Linked DNA regions of Mus musculus: region 2 is linked to region 1. A link is a contact called in public HiChIP or PLAC-seq data. All regions are on one chromosome and are shown on one strand. Each heading gives the region's core, a stretch centred on a gene start, on an enhancer-like site or on the middle of the called end of the contact. The rest is flanking DNA. Distances are from core to core; before and after follow the strand shown.

Evidence for each region. HiChIP or PLAC-seq counts read pairs in DNA pulled down with a chosen protein or histone mark.
Region 2: a contact with region 1 is called in an H3K27ac HiChIP or PLAC-seq map of neural progenitor cells, with 15 times the contacts expected there. The contact joins two enhancer-like sites. A contact is called at or near these places in 1 of 15 datasets of contacts at CTCF or cohesin (stem cell-derived epiblast-like cells), 6 of 484 Hi-C or Micro-C datasets (cardiomyocytes, cerebral cortex, embryonic stem cells and 3 more), 4 of 115 datasets of contacts at active chromatin or transcription factors (VIP interneurons, astrocytes, neural progenitor cells and 1 more) and 1 of 9 other capture datasets (embryonic stem cells).

Annotation. Positions count from the first base shown.
Region 1 is chr5:67,748,425-67,756,198 of GRCm38.p6, reverse strand. Atp8a1 (ATPase, aminophospholipid transporter (APLT), class I, type 8A, member 1) reads left to right here. Exons shown (of 37, transcript NM_001038999.2): 16 at 5,114-5,186; 17 at 7,043-7,148. Among named protein-coding and RNA genes, the nearest start is that of Gm46914, 49 kb to the right of the region's middle. Within about 2 kb of position 3,393, at least 44 of the 459 cell types and tissues checked have an H3K27ac peak or open chromatin away from gene starts, as enhancers often do. A contact at or near this core is called in VIP interneurons, neural progenitor cells and neural stem cells, where this site is marked.
Region 2 is chr5:68,094,451-68,102,224 of GRCm38.p6, reverse strand. All of the region lies in intron 1 of Grxcr1 (glutaredoxin, cysteine rich 1), which reads right to left. Among named protein-coding and RNA genes, the nearest start is that of Grxcr1, 67 kb to the right of the region's middle. Within about 2 kb of position 3,799, at least 30 of the 459 cell types and tissues checked have an H3K27ac peak or open chromatin away from gene starts, as enhancers often do. A contact at or near this core is called in VIP interneurons, neural progenitor cells and neural stem cells, where this site is marked.

The DNA of each region.
Region 1 (7,774 bases), core at 2,144-4,643:
AATGTAAGGCCAAAGTGTTCTAGAACTAGACTTCCTGCAACCTATCAGTAAATGTACATTCATCATAGATTTATTAAAAATAGCATAGTATAAATTTAATTTCACTCCTATGGGAAGCTTTTTGCTTTTGTTTTGTTTTACATTAAAATTCTTTCAGCCATGTATTTGCATTTTTATCTAGGGGAATTTAGTGTATTTTGTTACTTGTATGATTTGTCATGATCTTGTGGCAAATAAAATTTGAACAATTATAGTTTCTTTAAAGCTAGTGATTTTGAAAAAAAGACTTCTATTTATCTGGACCTCATAGGCTTTATGATTAAGTTATATTTCCACGATCCATTGAACTCCAGTTACAGAATAAGTTTTCAGCCTTCTTGGGATTTATTTCAGTAAAGTGGGGATTTGATATGAGTTTTCAGTAAGCCTCATAGCACCCAGGATTACAGAGGCAGCTGTTTGACTCCTGTGACCGGTGCCACCAACAGTGCTCATTACAAGGAGTCCTACACATTCTGACACCTATCACAGTCATTTGGCTCTTCATACCACTCAGACGAGCATTTTATCATTGCTTGCCTTAGCCTTGCCTACATTCCTACTTATCTGGTCCCGCGACCCTGTAGTTAAAGCTTTTACTGTGGATACTCTTTGACCCAGGTCAGATGTTATCTAAATAAACCCTGCCTCCTTTTTTTTTTTTTAACACCTATGCATCTTTATATGCTGCTTGTCTATAGGACAGTTTGACCCATTTTAATACCATTAAGTACTGTAGAATTGATACACATATCTCTCTTAAGAGACATGACTCCTTTTTCTTAGTCTCGCTGTGGTTTTCTCCAAAGTCTTATATTATTTTCCCAGATCATTTAAAACATTAGACTTTGAGCAGGGGTTGTTTCATGCCACTAACCACTGTTGGAAAAGGGGTTATGTCATTTATCTTGCTCATAAGTTTTTTTTTTTTCATTAAAGTATCTTTTGGGGGGGAATCTAAGTTCAAATGAAATATAACAACTTTTTCATGAATTATGTATTTTCACTCTGCCATTGAGTCTAAAAGTGCACCAGGAAAGACGAGTATCATTTTATGGAAAAGGCACTTTGTTTATTTGTATACTTGGGGGGGGGGGGGGGTCTCTGTCTACACTTGTAGGTTTGCAAAGGTAAAGATGCAGGGTTTTTTTTTTTTTTTTTTTTTTTTTTGAGGTTCTGTGTAGGGTTATGTGGAGTGGCCATGCATGTGAGCTTTGGACTCTGACCATCAATGTTTAGACCCTGACCTGTCCTTCACACAAGTTACTAACTACCTGAGTAGACTTATTGGAAGACTATGACCACCATTAGCCGTTAAATCAGTAGGAAACATTGACAATTAACTAAGCCCTAACTAGAAGGCTAGTGCTGGTGGCACTATAATTCTCAGTCTGCACCATCTATCTGACATGATCATTTTCAAGTTGATAGGTTTTATAGAGAGAAGCCTGTAAGTAGTCTCCCCAAGAACACAACCAGCGGACATGGGTGAGAGCCAGAGGTAATCCTGGCTTAGCCTGATTATGAAAGGTGTGTTAGTGCCGTCACACGTCTGTAGACTTGAAAGACTTGTGTTTCTTTTGGAGCACGGGATAGCTTTGCATTTCAAGCCCTAACTGATTTTATTTCAGTTGAATTGCTGAGGTTGTTAAGGAGAGGCAAATTGAACATCTACCGTTTGACTGAGTTGAGGAACCCTAACTCAGAAGCTCATACAAGACTCCATACTTCCAAGGGCCTCATCTAATTGGTTTTATATTGCTGAGAAAACCAAGATCAACTGTGGCCGTGGTGGAACCCTGTGCTCTGCATATGTGACAGTGGCTCTATGCTACTGCTGCAGGAGGAGAGACTATGGAAGACTCTCTCCAAAACTCTAGAAGTCATCTCAATAGCTGCTTGGCAGCTTTGTCTGGCAATGTGAAGTTGACTGAATGCCACGTAGCAAGCTTGTAGCTGTCTGTTTAATTGTCCTGCTTGAAATGGCACTCACCACAAAAATGTTAAGAAAATCCACATGTGAAAATTATGTGTTTATATTTGGTCCATTCTAAAGACCCTTTCAAATATACTCTTGGCATTAAAGACTGTGCAATAGCTGAAATCCTCTAAAAATGTATTAATATAAGTGATTTGTCTAGATTATGACTTCCCAGTGCATAGCTACTAACTCTAGAATTGGCACTGTTTCCTGTTGTTGCCAAGAACCATAAACAAACGTGGAGACTTGGAGACCAATTCCTTTCTATTAAAAACCATTATCTAAATTGATAGTATCAATATTGGAAGGACTAGAGAGAAAAACATCCATGTAATTATAAGTTATCACATGATTACTTTCAAAAACCCACAAATATTCATAATCATTTTCTCTTAAAAAATTATTTTGGAAAGTTTAAATATAAGCAGAATGAACAAATGTCCCCATCAGTTATTTTAACAGGCTATGCCCTGGGTCACCCTTATCCCTCCTGTGCCTTTCTACCCTTATTATTCTGAAGCAAATCTAAGTAGATATGTTTGTTTTTTCTTAACTTCTTGATACAGTCACACGTTATGTTCTTGTTATTTTTCAAGTAAATGACAGTGGGGTGACAGAGAGCTTGCCTTAGAGCTGGCCCTGCAGTCGTTCAGTGGTTTTTTGTTTTTGTTTTTGTTTTGTTTTTTTGTATTATTATAGTATCTGCAGGTTGAACAAGTTTCTCTTTTCTGCTTGGTTATTTTCTCATTTTACCTAGCCTATAATTATGTGTGGCGTGAGTGGCATTTATTTATTCTGCTGTAGAAGGTAGGCTGGGTAGAGCATTCTTCCAGGCGTGCCCTTAGAATAATGAGAGCTAACCCATCTCCATTAGCATCAGTCTTCAAAGGAGTCCCCTTGGCAGGCTCTTTCTTCAGCAGTGCAGACTCTCACACAGCATTTTAGAACTCCTCTTTTGTAATTGCTTTCAGAAATACTTGCAGTCACCCAGGAAACTGAGTCTCATTTACTTTGATCAAAACCAACCATTATCTAGCCAAAACAGTGCATTTAATCACCCATTCAAATTCTTGGACTTAACTACTCTGAGTAACAAACTCATTACTAAAAAAATTAAATCTACCAGCAAGCAGTTTTGACTACCAATGAACAGGACCTTAAAAAAATCCTAGAGGTACAGACTCTTTTAAAAAACAGTTCTCTGACTGCTGGGGCCAGAAGCCCTTAAGCTGAGGCAGGTCCACTAGGTTAGGGAAGAGATCAGCCCCTGAGTCAGAGAGGATGCTGAGCAAACAGGCTTTGTACAACCGTGTTCATTGCCTCAGAAAACTGACTTGCGCTACCAAAGGAGCTCTGCCTCAGGTCGTCCGGGAGATGTGGCACGGATCAGGAAGCCAGCCTCTACACGGGTGCTGTACAGTGGGCAGTGAGCTTGTCCAGGCCGACACATTGTGCAAGTGCTCTCTCAACTGCTCTTTCTTTACATCCAGTCTGTCACACAATATCTCGGGGAGCATGTGCCAGTGGCTCCCGTTCACCCGGCCTCCAAACCTGAAGAGACTCCAAGACCAATGGGGTGTTGTTTTGTTTTAATCCACACTAGTCATGGAAGTATTAAAGAGAGAAAAATACACCTTTCTCCTGGGACTGAGATTTTTATCATTTTAAAAACTGAATCATTTGAATAGAAAGATGAGTTCTCCCAGAGCTGCGACTCAGCTTCTCTGTGATAATTGCCATAAGGTAATTATTATGCAGCTTTATGTGTTCAAATGTATCCTCAGCTGAAGGACTTTCTGGCCCCAGCAGTCAGATCACTGCTTTGTTAAAAGCCAAGCATCAGTCCAGACCTTATAGGACAATGATTAGCCGTGTTTCTATGGTTTTGTACCATTTAGCCTGGCAGATCACCTATACCAGCAGTAATCTCCCTGTGGCTGGAGAGCTCTTGCCCTGTGGTCCCCCATGGGTTTCGTTCCTTGGACCAACTTAAGGGAAGAATGCCAAGAAGTCTCCTTTCAAACCCTATTCCATTTGGAAAGGTTTATGAGCCAGAGAAAACTGGGCTGGAGCAGAGGCGTGAAGGGAGGACCTGCCACCTAGTGGTCCAAGTTCTGAAACACACTCCTGACTTTTGGAAGGCAAAAGAAGCAAGCCACTTTGTGGAAAATGCCAGTAGGAGATCGAGGGATGTAAAGAATGAAATGCAGAGAGCCTTGTGAATGTCTCACCGGAGAGTGAATGAGAATGGTTCCAGGCTGCCCAAGAGCAGGGTGTATGACCTTCCGGTCTGCTAAGAAGGAAGAGCTATGGAGTTGGAGGACCGAGGTCACATTATAACATTGTAGCATGTGAGAACTAAAAGTAACCGCCCACGGGCTACATCAGTCTTGGATCTAGACTTTACCCCATCCCGAAGCTATGCACTAAGCAAAAACTAATTCTAGAATACAAGAAGAAATCTCATCTCTCCAGGGACCTGAGACAGGAACATACGTGGTCATGGGAGAATGACTGGACTATATTATAGTCAGAAAGGCTGGGGATAGCAGAAATTAGAGGTTAAGCAAGGTCTAAGAGTGACTGGCTAGCCACAGGCCTGTTGTTAGAGGGGCACGAATTTGGAGGACAGTCTGCCTTCCAATCTTTGCCTAGAGGAACCTGCTGTACAGCTCTTCCTGGGGAAAGATAACTAGACTAAGTGGCTCTCAACCTTCGTAATGCTGCATTGATTTTATACAGCTCCTTACATTACGGTGACCCCTCCAACGATAAAATTACTTTTCTTGATTCTTCATAACTGTCATTTTGCCACTGTGTAAATATCTGATATTCAGGCTATCTAATACGTGGCCCCTGTGAAAGGGCTGTTGGACCTCTCAAAGGGTCACAACCCACATGTTAATCACTACTGCACTAGACTATGTGTTGAGTTTGGAGATGGAACTGAAAAGAACATAGGTCCCTTCCAGTCTGACCTGAATTAAGGAATAGATCAGTTATTGGAATGGATTGAGAGTAATCACTCATCACTAGCAGTGGGTGAGTTAGGCCTATACAAGTGAACCAACTTTGCTTTGTTTTTCCCTTTAGGCAGAGCTCACAGTTTGGAGATGAAAAAACCTTTAATGACCCGTCGTTGCTGGACAATCTCCAGAATAACCACGTAAGTGACCTCAGTGCTATCTGTCCCTAGGAGGTGAGCACTAATGAATACGTCTCGGAATGAATTTCCTTCATGGTTAGTCCCCTCATGTTTTTACTTACATGATTTTTTTTTTAGATTTATTTTATTTTACATGTGTTAATGTCCTCAATGCCTCTGTGTCCAGATGCTTATATCTTTTTCCTAGATTTGAAGAACTCTCTGCTGTGATTTTACTGAGTCTATTTTTCTGTGTCCCCCACCCCAAATAGGAGGGGGATTTGGGGTACTGTTAGACTAAACAGAATTTAGATATTAAAACTAGAAGAAATTGCAGAATATATCGAGGACAGAGTTGGGGAAACCCTTAAGGAGGAACGAAAGCCTTGTAGATATAACAAATAGGGAGGGTAGAGCAGACCAGTGCAGAATGATCTCAAAGTGTTATATCAGCAGTCAAAATGTCTTCCTTGCTTATAGTGTTAGAGAATGCCTCTCTCCTTCCTCAGATAGCTATGACTTCGCTCTGTTGGTAAGAGAGCTCCTGCCCATCTTAGGACTGACTTACAACACAGCTGGGGTATCTACTGAAGTTAACTTACACCTGCATTTCTCCTGCCCAGACTGTCACAGCCCCTCTCATGCAGTGCTGCCTCAGATTTCTGCCCAGCTCCTGGTTTGTGTCTTAACTGATATGCCAGCATGCTGCCCTGGATTGCAAGTCACACCACCTCCCTGACTTCCGCCATCCCTCACCTACATCACTACTCTGCCTTGAGCGACTTTTTCTTTCTTCCTCCAGAGGCCATCTTTCATTTCTCCTCTGGGGCCTTATTATTAGTTCCATGCCGTTCGTCCCAGTGGAATTCTCCATGCTCGGCTCTTCATTAGCCTAGGACTTCTTCACATATCTATCTCCATCTCTCATGAACAGCCACATGTCCTGTCACCTCATATGACATTCACATATTCTCTTTACACACCTTAGCAGGCTGTGAATAAACAACGCTGTCACTATTGTCCCCTCTGCCTCCCTACGAGTCCAAGCAAGCTCCATGTGGCTGGGACCATCTGTGCTCTGTCCACTCTTAGCATAAGCAGTTTTTGTTTCCATAACCTAATTTAACCTTCTCCGTTGTTGCACTTTATAACGGGAGGTTATGCGAATATGGGAACACCTTATTTTCTTTATTATCTTGAATGACATTTCTCTCCAGAAGCCAGACATGAAGATGCTTAATATTTAGTGTCTGGGTTCTTTTCTCATCAGATCTGAGATGCTTACAGAAAGGATTCAGTCTTCAGTCTCCCTCAAGCCCCAAGAATTGATAGTGCTCAGTAAGTGTTTGTGATGCACACACACACACACACACACACACACACACACACACACACACACGTGCACACGCATGCATGCACACATCATTATGTACTGGGTTAAGGTAGACCGTTTTGGAGAAAGTCAACATTACTGAGAGCCACACATCATCATCATCACCACCACCACCATTATCATCATCATCTCTACTTAAAGGTTAGACGCCTGATATTTAAATGTGGCTAGAAATTACAAACAAGCAAGTGAACATTTTACATATCTCTTCTGTCCACTAAAGACCAAATTCATCTTCTTCTACCATTTCTATTTAGAAGCACAAAAATCATGTTAAGTAAATGTTTATAGAATGAATGAGGAAGTACAAAAATGAATAAGTTGAGTTCCAAATAAGTTTTCTTCATAACAGATACTGGCTGTGGTCCCACACCCCCAGTGCGTCCCAGCTGTACTCTCAATAAATGGCCACGAAGCAACGTTTCTGCCGTTAGTGTCAGATGGTTAAATAAAGGGGGATGAATTATGTGTTTATTCCTCACAGCCAACCGCACCTATCATCTGTGAATTTCTCACAATGATGGCCGTCTGCCACACAGCTGTACCGGAGAGAGAAGGGGACAAGATCATTTATCAGGCTGCATCGCCAGGTACACAGGAAGCAACGATTGGGGTAGTTTTCTGTAGAAAATTGTTCTGAAATGTGATGTTATGGATCTTAAATTTTCAATTTAATTAAAATAATGGAACATAACCAAATTATGGTTTCATACTTTTAAAATCCTAATTAGAAACTTGGCTTTCAGTATTAGGTGTGTATGTGTATGTGTGTGTGTGTATGTGCACGCACACGCACACACACTAAAATATGTTGCTTTGTATATGTTATTTTTCTCAAAATGAATTGTATGGAAAATTGAGTAATTAAAATATACACGAGGGAATAAAAGTATGTATGTGTATGTAATTGTTTCCCTTATAAGTAAGAATAAACTCTTACATAGTGGGCTTTACACATCGACAAACATGAAAAGGGAGATTTGCTTGCCTAAGGAATACTGCTTGCTGTACATGGCTTTGAACATAAGTTGGCTTCTCTCTCTAGGAAACGGTAGGGCGCCTTTTCCATATTCACTTAGGAGAGGAAAGCCTCTCACACTTCAAAGGGTTCCATAAAATATTTATAAGTTATCAATGTTTGCTATTTAGGCTTGATTTCAGACTTACTTTCAAGATGAAAAGAGGTAAATAATCCAGTCTTTTAGAAAAATGATGG
Region 2 (7,774 bases), core at 2,550-5,049, 350 kb before region 1:
ATTCATGATAAAAGTTCTGGAAAGATCAGGAATTCAAGGCCAATACCTAAACATGATAAAAGCAATCTACAGCAAACCAGTAGCCAACATCAAAGTAAATGGAGAGAAGCTGGAAGCAATCCCACTAAAATCAGGGACTAGACAAGGCTGCCCACTTTCTCCCTACCTTTTCAACATAGTACTTGAAGTATTAGCCAGAGCAATTCGACAACAAAAGGAGATCAAGGGGATACAAATTGGAAAAGAGGAAGTCAAAATATCACTTTTTGCAGATGATATGATAGTATATATAAGTGACCCTAAAAATTCCAACAGAGAACTCCTAAACCTGATAAACAGCTTCGGTGAAGTAGCTGGATATAAAATTAACTCAAACAAGTCAATGGCCTTTCTCTACACAAAGAATAAACAGGCTGAGAAAGAAATTAGGGAAACAACACCCTTCTCAATAGCCACAAATAATATAAAATATCTCGGCGTGACTCTAACGAAGGAAGTGAAAGATCTGTATGATAAAAACTTCAAGTCCCTGAAGAAAGAAATTAAAGAAGATCTCAGAAGATGGAAAGATCTCCCATGCTCATGGATTGGCAGGACCAACATTGTAAAAATGGCTATCTTGCCAAAAGCAATCTACAGATTCAATGCAATCCCCATTAAAATTCCAACTCAATTCTTCAACGAATTAGAAGGAGCAATTTGCAAATTCATCTGGAATAACAAAAAACCGAGGATAGCAAAAACTCTTCTCAAGGATAAAAGAACCTCTGGTGGAATCACCATGCCTGACCTAAAGCTTTACTACAGAGCAATTGTGATAAAAACTGCATGGTACTGGTATAGAGACAGACAAGTGGACCAATGGAATAGAATTGAAGACCCAGAAATGAACCCACACACCTATGGTCACTTGATCTTCGACAAGGGAGCCAAAACCATCCAGTGGAAGAAAGACAGCATTTTCAACAATTGGTGCTGGCACAACTGGTTGTTATCATGTAGAAGAATGCGAATCAATCCATACTTATCTCCTTGTACTAAGGTCAAATCTAAGTGGATCAAGGAACTTCACATAAAACCAGAGACACTGAAACTTATAGAGGAGAAAGTGGGGAAAAGCCTTGAAGATATGGGCACAGGGGAAAAATTCCTGAACAGAACAGCAATGGCTTGTGCTGTAAGATCGAGAATTGACAAATGGGACCTAATGAAACTCCAAAGTTTCTGCAAGGCAAAAGACACTGTCTATAAGACAAAAAGACCACCAACAGACTGGGAAAGGATCTTTACCTATCCTAAATCAGATAGGGGACTAATATCCAACATATATAAAGAACTCAAGAAGGTGGACCTCAGAAAATCAAATAACCCCCTTAAAAAATGGGGCTCAGAACTGAACAAAGAATTCTCACCTGAGGAATACCGAATGGCAGAGAAGCACCTGAAAAAATGTTCAACATCCTTAATCATCAGGGAAATGCAAATCAAAACAACCCTGAGATTCCACCTCACACCAGTGAGAATGGCTAAGATCAAAAATTCAGGTGACAGCAGATGCTGGCGAGGATGTGGAGAAAGAGGAACACTCCTCCATTGTTGGTGGGATTGCAGGCTTGTACAACCACTCTGGAAATCAGTCTGGCGGTTCCTCAGAAAATTGGACATAGTACTACCGGAGGATCCAGCAATACCTCTCCTGGGCATATATCCAGAAGAAGCCCCAACTGGTAAGAAGGACACATGCTCCACTATGTTCATAGCAGCCTTATTTATAATAGCCAGAAACTGGAAAGAACCCAGATGCCCCTCAACAGAGGAATGGATACAGAAAATGTGGTACATCTACACAATGGAGTACTACTCAGCTATTAAAAAGAATGAATTTATGAAATTCCTAGCCAAATGGATGGACCTGGAGAGCATCATCCTGAGTGAGGTAACACAATCACAAAGGAACTCACACAATATGTACTCACTGATAAGTGGATACTAGCCCAAAACCTAGGATACCCACGATATAAGATACAATTTCCTAAACACATGAAACTCAAGAAAAATGAAGACTGAAGTGTGGACACTATGCCCCTCCTTAGAAGTGGGAACAAAACACCCATGGAAGGAGTTACAGAAACAAAGTATGGAGCTGAGATGAAAGGATGGACCATGTAGAGACTGCCATATCCAGGGATCCACCCCATAATCAGCTTCCAAATGCTGACACCATTGCATACACTAGCAAGATTTTACTGAAAGGACCCAGATGTAGCTGTCTCTTGTGAGACTATGCCGGGGCCTAGCAAACACAGAAGTGGATGCTCACAGTCAGCTAATGGATGGATCACAGGGCTCCCAATGGAGGAGCTAGAGAAAGTACCCAAGGAGCTAAAGGGATCTTCAACCCTATAGGTGGAACAACATTATGAACTAACCAGTACCCCTGAGCTCTTGACTCTAGCTGCATATGTATCAAAAGATGGCCTAGTCGGCCATCACTGGAAAGAGAGGCCCATTGGACACGCAGACTTTGTGTGCCCCGGTACAGGGTTACGCCAGGGCCAAAGGGGGGGAGTGGGTGGGTAGGGGAGTGGGGGTGGGTGGGTAAGGGGGACTTTTGGTATAGCATTGGAAATGTAAATGAGCTAAATACCTAATAAAAAAAAATGAAAAAAAAAAAAAAAAAAAAAGTAGAGATGTCAAAAACAACTTCACCACATACAAGACCTGATTGGGAAAGAAACATTTGTTGTGGTTGTGGTTCTTCCTCCTCCTCCTCCTCCTCCTCCTCCTCTTCCTCCTCTCCTTCCTCCACTTCCTCCTCCTCCTCTTCCTCCTCTCCTTCCTCCACTTCCTCCTCCTCCTCCTCCTCCTCTTCTTCTTCTTCCTTCTTCTTCTTCTTCTTCTTCTTCTTCTTCTTCTTCTTCTTCTTCTTCTTCTTCTTCTTCTTCTTCTTCTTCTTCTTCTTCTTCTCCTCCTTCTTCTTCTTCCTCACTGACTGTAGTACTAGCTATGAATTTCTCATGTAGAGAAATGATAAAGATATTGGCTATAATAAAGATACTGCCTTCTGTACAAGATTTTCTTTGAATCTCTATAATGAACAGATGTTGAACTGGATGCATTTTGGATTGGAGAGGATCTGCTATAACTACCAGCTCTTCCTGATAGAGAACTTTGGGTTATATCCTTTTAAAATAACTATGTGTCTTCTTTTCAGTCATGAGAATATACAACATAGGTATGTATCATAGTATGCAATCAAAACAAGTCCTTAGCAATATGGCTTACAGTATGAAATAACAGTATACATAAGAAAATGTAGTGTTGCAACTTGCTAGGTACAATGAGAGAAATGCATATGTAGCTAGATGAACATTGTACAGGACGCTTTCTATGTTTGCTTTAGAGGCCCATTTCTGACATTTGTGTTGATAGTGAAAGGATAAGGTTAGGTAAAAATCCAAAGGAATGTACTACCTGACAGTGCAATGGCATGGGGGGAGCTTGGGATTCACCTCAAATGTCTTTTTTTTAAAACATAAAGAAGGGGAAATTCCATGTTACTAAACTCCTCTAGCTCTGTTTGAAGGCCTCCTGTCCTGTGTTTCATGGCCACTTTTAATCTGAGGAGCCTTTAGCCTAAGAGGAATGTGATATCCATAAAGGATGCTGCAAGTTGCACTGAATCATATTAACATTTCAAAAAGATGGAGAAAGGTCAGTGACACAGTTGCATAAGATGGACACCACACAAATGTAGCCAGTGCTAATGGTAGCAGGATCTAAACAAATGGTTTTCCAAGAGTTATGTAGGCCACATTCTGAATAATTATGTTCCTGCCAACTCCTTCAGTCTAAGAACAAAAGGCTGAATGAACATGGGAAAAATTGAGGTTAGGGAATGTGGTTATATATTAGAGTAGAATATTAGGTATAATTTAGAAGTATGCCTGCCTAGATCAATTTTATGATATAAATTTTAAATAATAATTTTGTTGACAAAAATTGTCTATATTTGGTTCATTTTTCTATCCCTCAACAGATTTGTCAAAGCATCTGGCCAGAAATCTAAAAATAGCTCCTCAGTGGTACACTATCCATTTCCTCCCTCCCAGAGGGTTACCATGGCAATATCGTGAGGATAGAAAGGATGGAAGACCCTAGAACAGCATAGATGAGGCACTGCTGAGAGGTCTGCCGATCTCAAAGAGTCCCAGGGAGCAATAAGGACAGGTCTCTTCTCCTTGGTAAAGGTTTCAGAAATGCGTCGTGCAGATGCCTAGGAGCTTCCCCACAATCTGGAGAAAATAGACAGAAAGGGAGGAAATGGGTATGAGTGAGTCTGAGGGGCTGAGTCAGCCTGTGTGCCCTGGCTATGCAATAGGCACTGTGAAATGGTGTCAGCATCACCACTCATCTTTAGGCACTCAGAAGCCTTCACTCCACTGGATCAGCCCTTGGAATTAGTCCCCATACGTCCAGTTCAGCAGAGGTACAGAGGGACACAGGCTTAGCCCCTCAGCCTGGAGCAAATCCAGTGGACTGTTTACAGTAGTTGCCTGTTAGGTCTTAGCCAGGGTTGAATAGACTTTTTGATAGTCTTCAAAACCTTGCTCAAGTGTACCTCCAAGACCTAAAAGAATCCAGATCTAAAAGCCAGAAGAATTCCAGTCTTAAGACATCATCATCATCATCACCACCACCACCATCATCACCATCATCATACGTTTAAAACTTCTTTGAGCATCAGTGGCATACACAATGCTAACAACAAATTTAGTGTATTTAATTCTTATAGTGAAATTTCCATGATGATACTGTCTGAGGTCATGAATCTAAATTCTAGCTTCAGAGAGGATCTTGATTAGATGACAGAGTTATATAGATTCAACCAAGTCAGCGTGGAAAACTAGATAGTGGCCCTTCCAAAGTCTGGGAGCTCCCCAGCTCCCCCACTGGACCCTCCTGAACCCCAGCACCTCACTATTGTGTCCTTTCCCTTTTCATACCAGAGTGGTTACTAACTCACACTCTGTTGATAGACTCCATTGCCCATGAGGTAGACTGTGACTCAGAATCTTTGCTTCCTTACCAAATTATATCCCACATTTAGCAGTAAGTTATATCACACTGGGGTACAATTTTCAGAGAATGTGTGTGTGTGGCTGTGTGTGTGTTGTCATTTGTCTTTTTTGAAAGACTCCTTTGAGATAAGTAAAGTGAGAGATCCTTTGTCCTCCTCCTGAAAGCAAGCAGGCCAAGAGATTAGCTTTAAGTTACATAGCACATCAGAAAGCACTCTGGGACCAGACCCAGATTTCTTGATGACCTGACAGGCCAGTCTGAAGATTTTAATCAGCAGGCCAGCAATGGAACAGAGCAATGGCTTCTGCAAATGGCAGAATATTCTTCATCTGTTCCTTGCTTGCTTTTCCTCTTCATGAGACTCTGCGAATACTTGTAGTTAGTTCAATGTATGTTAATAGATGCATCTTAACATTGTGTTAAATAACTAACCACTCACCCTAATTCTCAAAGGTGTAGGTGCAGAGCTCTAAAGAAGGGAACTTCTCCACATTTCTTTGTGAGACACAAATGGTTCATTTAAACATAGCCCTGACTCCTGTTTACTGTATCTTCAAGGTATCTCTGGAGACTTCCTGTGCGTTAGTTTCATCGTCATATGTAATGAAAATTGTGACCTAGACTTAACAGATGAGGAAATCTAGGCCTGTTAATAAGCTTAAGGTGCCCAGGTAACTCCGAGGAAAGGGACCAAGGTCAGAGCAGAGTGTGTGCCCTTTCTGGAGCCTGGTATCATATGACCCTGCAAGTTATAAATAACCAAAGAAAGACACTGGTAGAGAACTGAATGGCAAGTTATACCAGGATGTGATTGTCACATGGACAGTCCTCGAAACGCCTGCTTCTCCCTCCACTTTTAACCTTTGTTTAAATGTCACCCCCCCCCCCCAGGCAACCAATTCTCCGTACACCATCAGCAAAAGACCCTGTCTCTTACCTAATCTTTTCCTTTAAAGTAGGCAGGACGATGGAATATTATACAATGCAAACTATTTGCTCGCTACCAGGACCTACAAATAAATTATAGCTCTACTAAATCAGGGACTTAGGTTTTTCCTAAGAACTAAGAACCCATAACACAATCTGGCATGTAGTAGGTACATAATAATAATTTCTATGCTTTTCTATCATTTAGATCAATTTTGTTCATTTCCCTCTTAGCATCTAAATAATCGTAACTTAAATATACTCAAACATTGGGAGTCCCTTGTTTGTAAAATCAAGAAGTTATACCATTTGTGCAGTAAGATTCTTTGACAAATGAAAAATAACAAAAATCTGGTGCCTAATAAACACTCAACAAAAGATATGTTGTGTTGAAAATCTCATTGCTAATATAAAATGCCATTGACATATCAGCTTCCTTACTGCTCTATAAGCTAAAGGTCACAAGTAAAGATACACACTGATATGTGCTTCAATGGCGGGCTCTTATACTGTTATGCAATGATTACAAACCAAATCTCCCACTAAGGGCAATTGTTATTCATATTTTTTATGCATGTGGAAACAGTCAAGTTGAAAATTTTTACCACGTGTCATAAATCCTTTTCTCAGCGACCCACTTTGTCATATGTACAAATGAGCAAGCACTCTGTGCAGGTGAACATTTCTAAAAGAAGGGCTTTCTGGTTTGTTTATTTCCCAAGCCTGTAAGAAAAATGTTAATGAATTCCCAAGAAATTGTCTATTTGTTCAGATTGATTGCTGAACTGGCCGAGTCATTAACTGAGAATTCAATACTATCCTACACACTAAAATTAAAATGAGTGTTCAGAGAAAGCTCTTCCGAGACACCCCTGATCTTGCAGCATGTCTGACTATGTGGATGAAGAAAAGAAGCCTCCTTCTCCCACCAGAAAGCTGCTGGCTGTGGCAGTGTAATGCTGGCATTCACTCCTAAGCCAGCTCAAAGTTTCAGGTGAAAACCTGCACTTTAATCTTCTGAAAACCCAAAGAACATGGCAGCAGGAAAGACTTGCATTCCAGCCCAGAGCAGTAAGCAGAGCTTGACCAAGCCTCCCCTTTAGAGAGCTCTTGTCTCTTCATGCTGCCTTTCCTCTTATTCCTCTGTATCCAGACAATTCCAATTGCTGGCATTGTCCACAACAGCCATTAGATTTGTATTCATCATGTGGTATCAAGGATACCCCATGTATTCTTTCACATGTGAAGAAAAAAAAATACAGACCTCCACAGTCTAATTATTTGGAACAATTTTTTTTCTTTGTTTTTGAGACAAAGCCTCAAGTTCCCAAGTGCTGGATACGGGCATGAGCCACCATGCCCTGTTCAAACTTTTGTTTGAGAAGCAAATGCTGTGTACTGGGAAGAAACCCATCTCAACCTCGGCTTTGGCACTTCGTGGCTGTGATCATAGAGTTCTGGTCCAGGGGGTACCCAGAAACCTAATTGATCAAGTTCTGTTTCTGGATCTGTATACAAAGATGTTTCTAGAGGAAAATTGCATTTGAATTTTAAAGAGTATAGAAAGAATATAGTCAGACACCATGAAGTCTGGGGTGGGAGTAGCTGAGCAAGGCAGAGAGGTTGAGCAAGGCTAGCCCTGTGCTCTCTACCTGGCTATTTGACATCCACCCTCTTTTTCCCTTGTGTTTTTTGCTCTGAAGGTTATGGAGAGATACAGTTGCTTTCAACTGTATTGAGGTTTACCTGGGTCTCCAACTTGGCA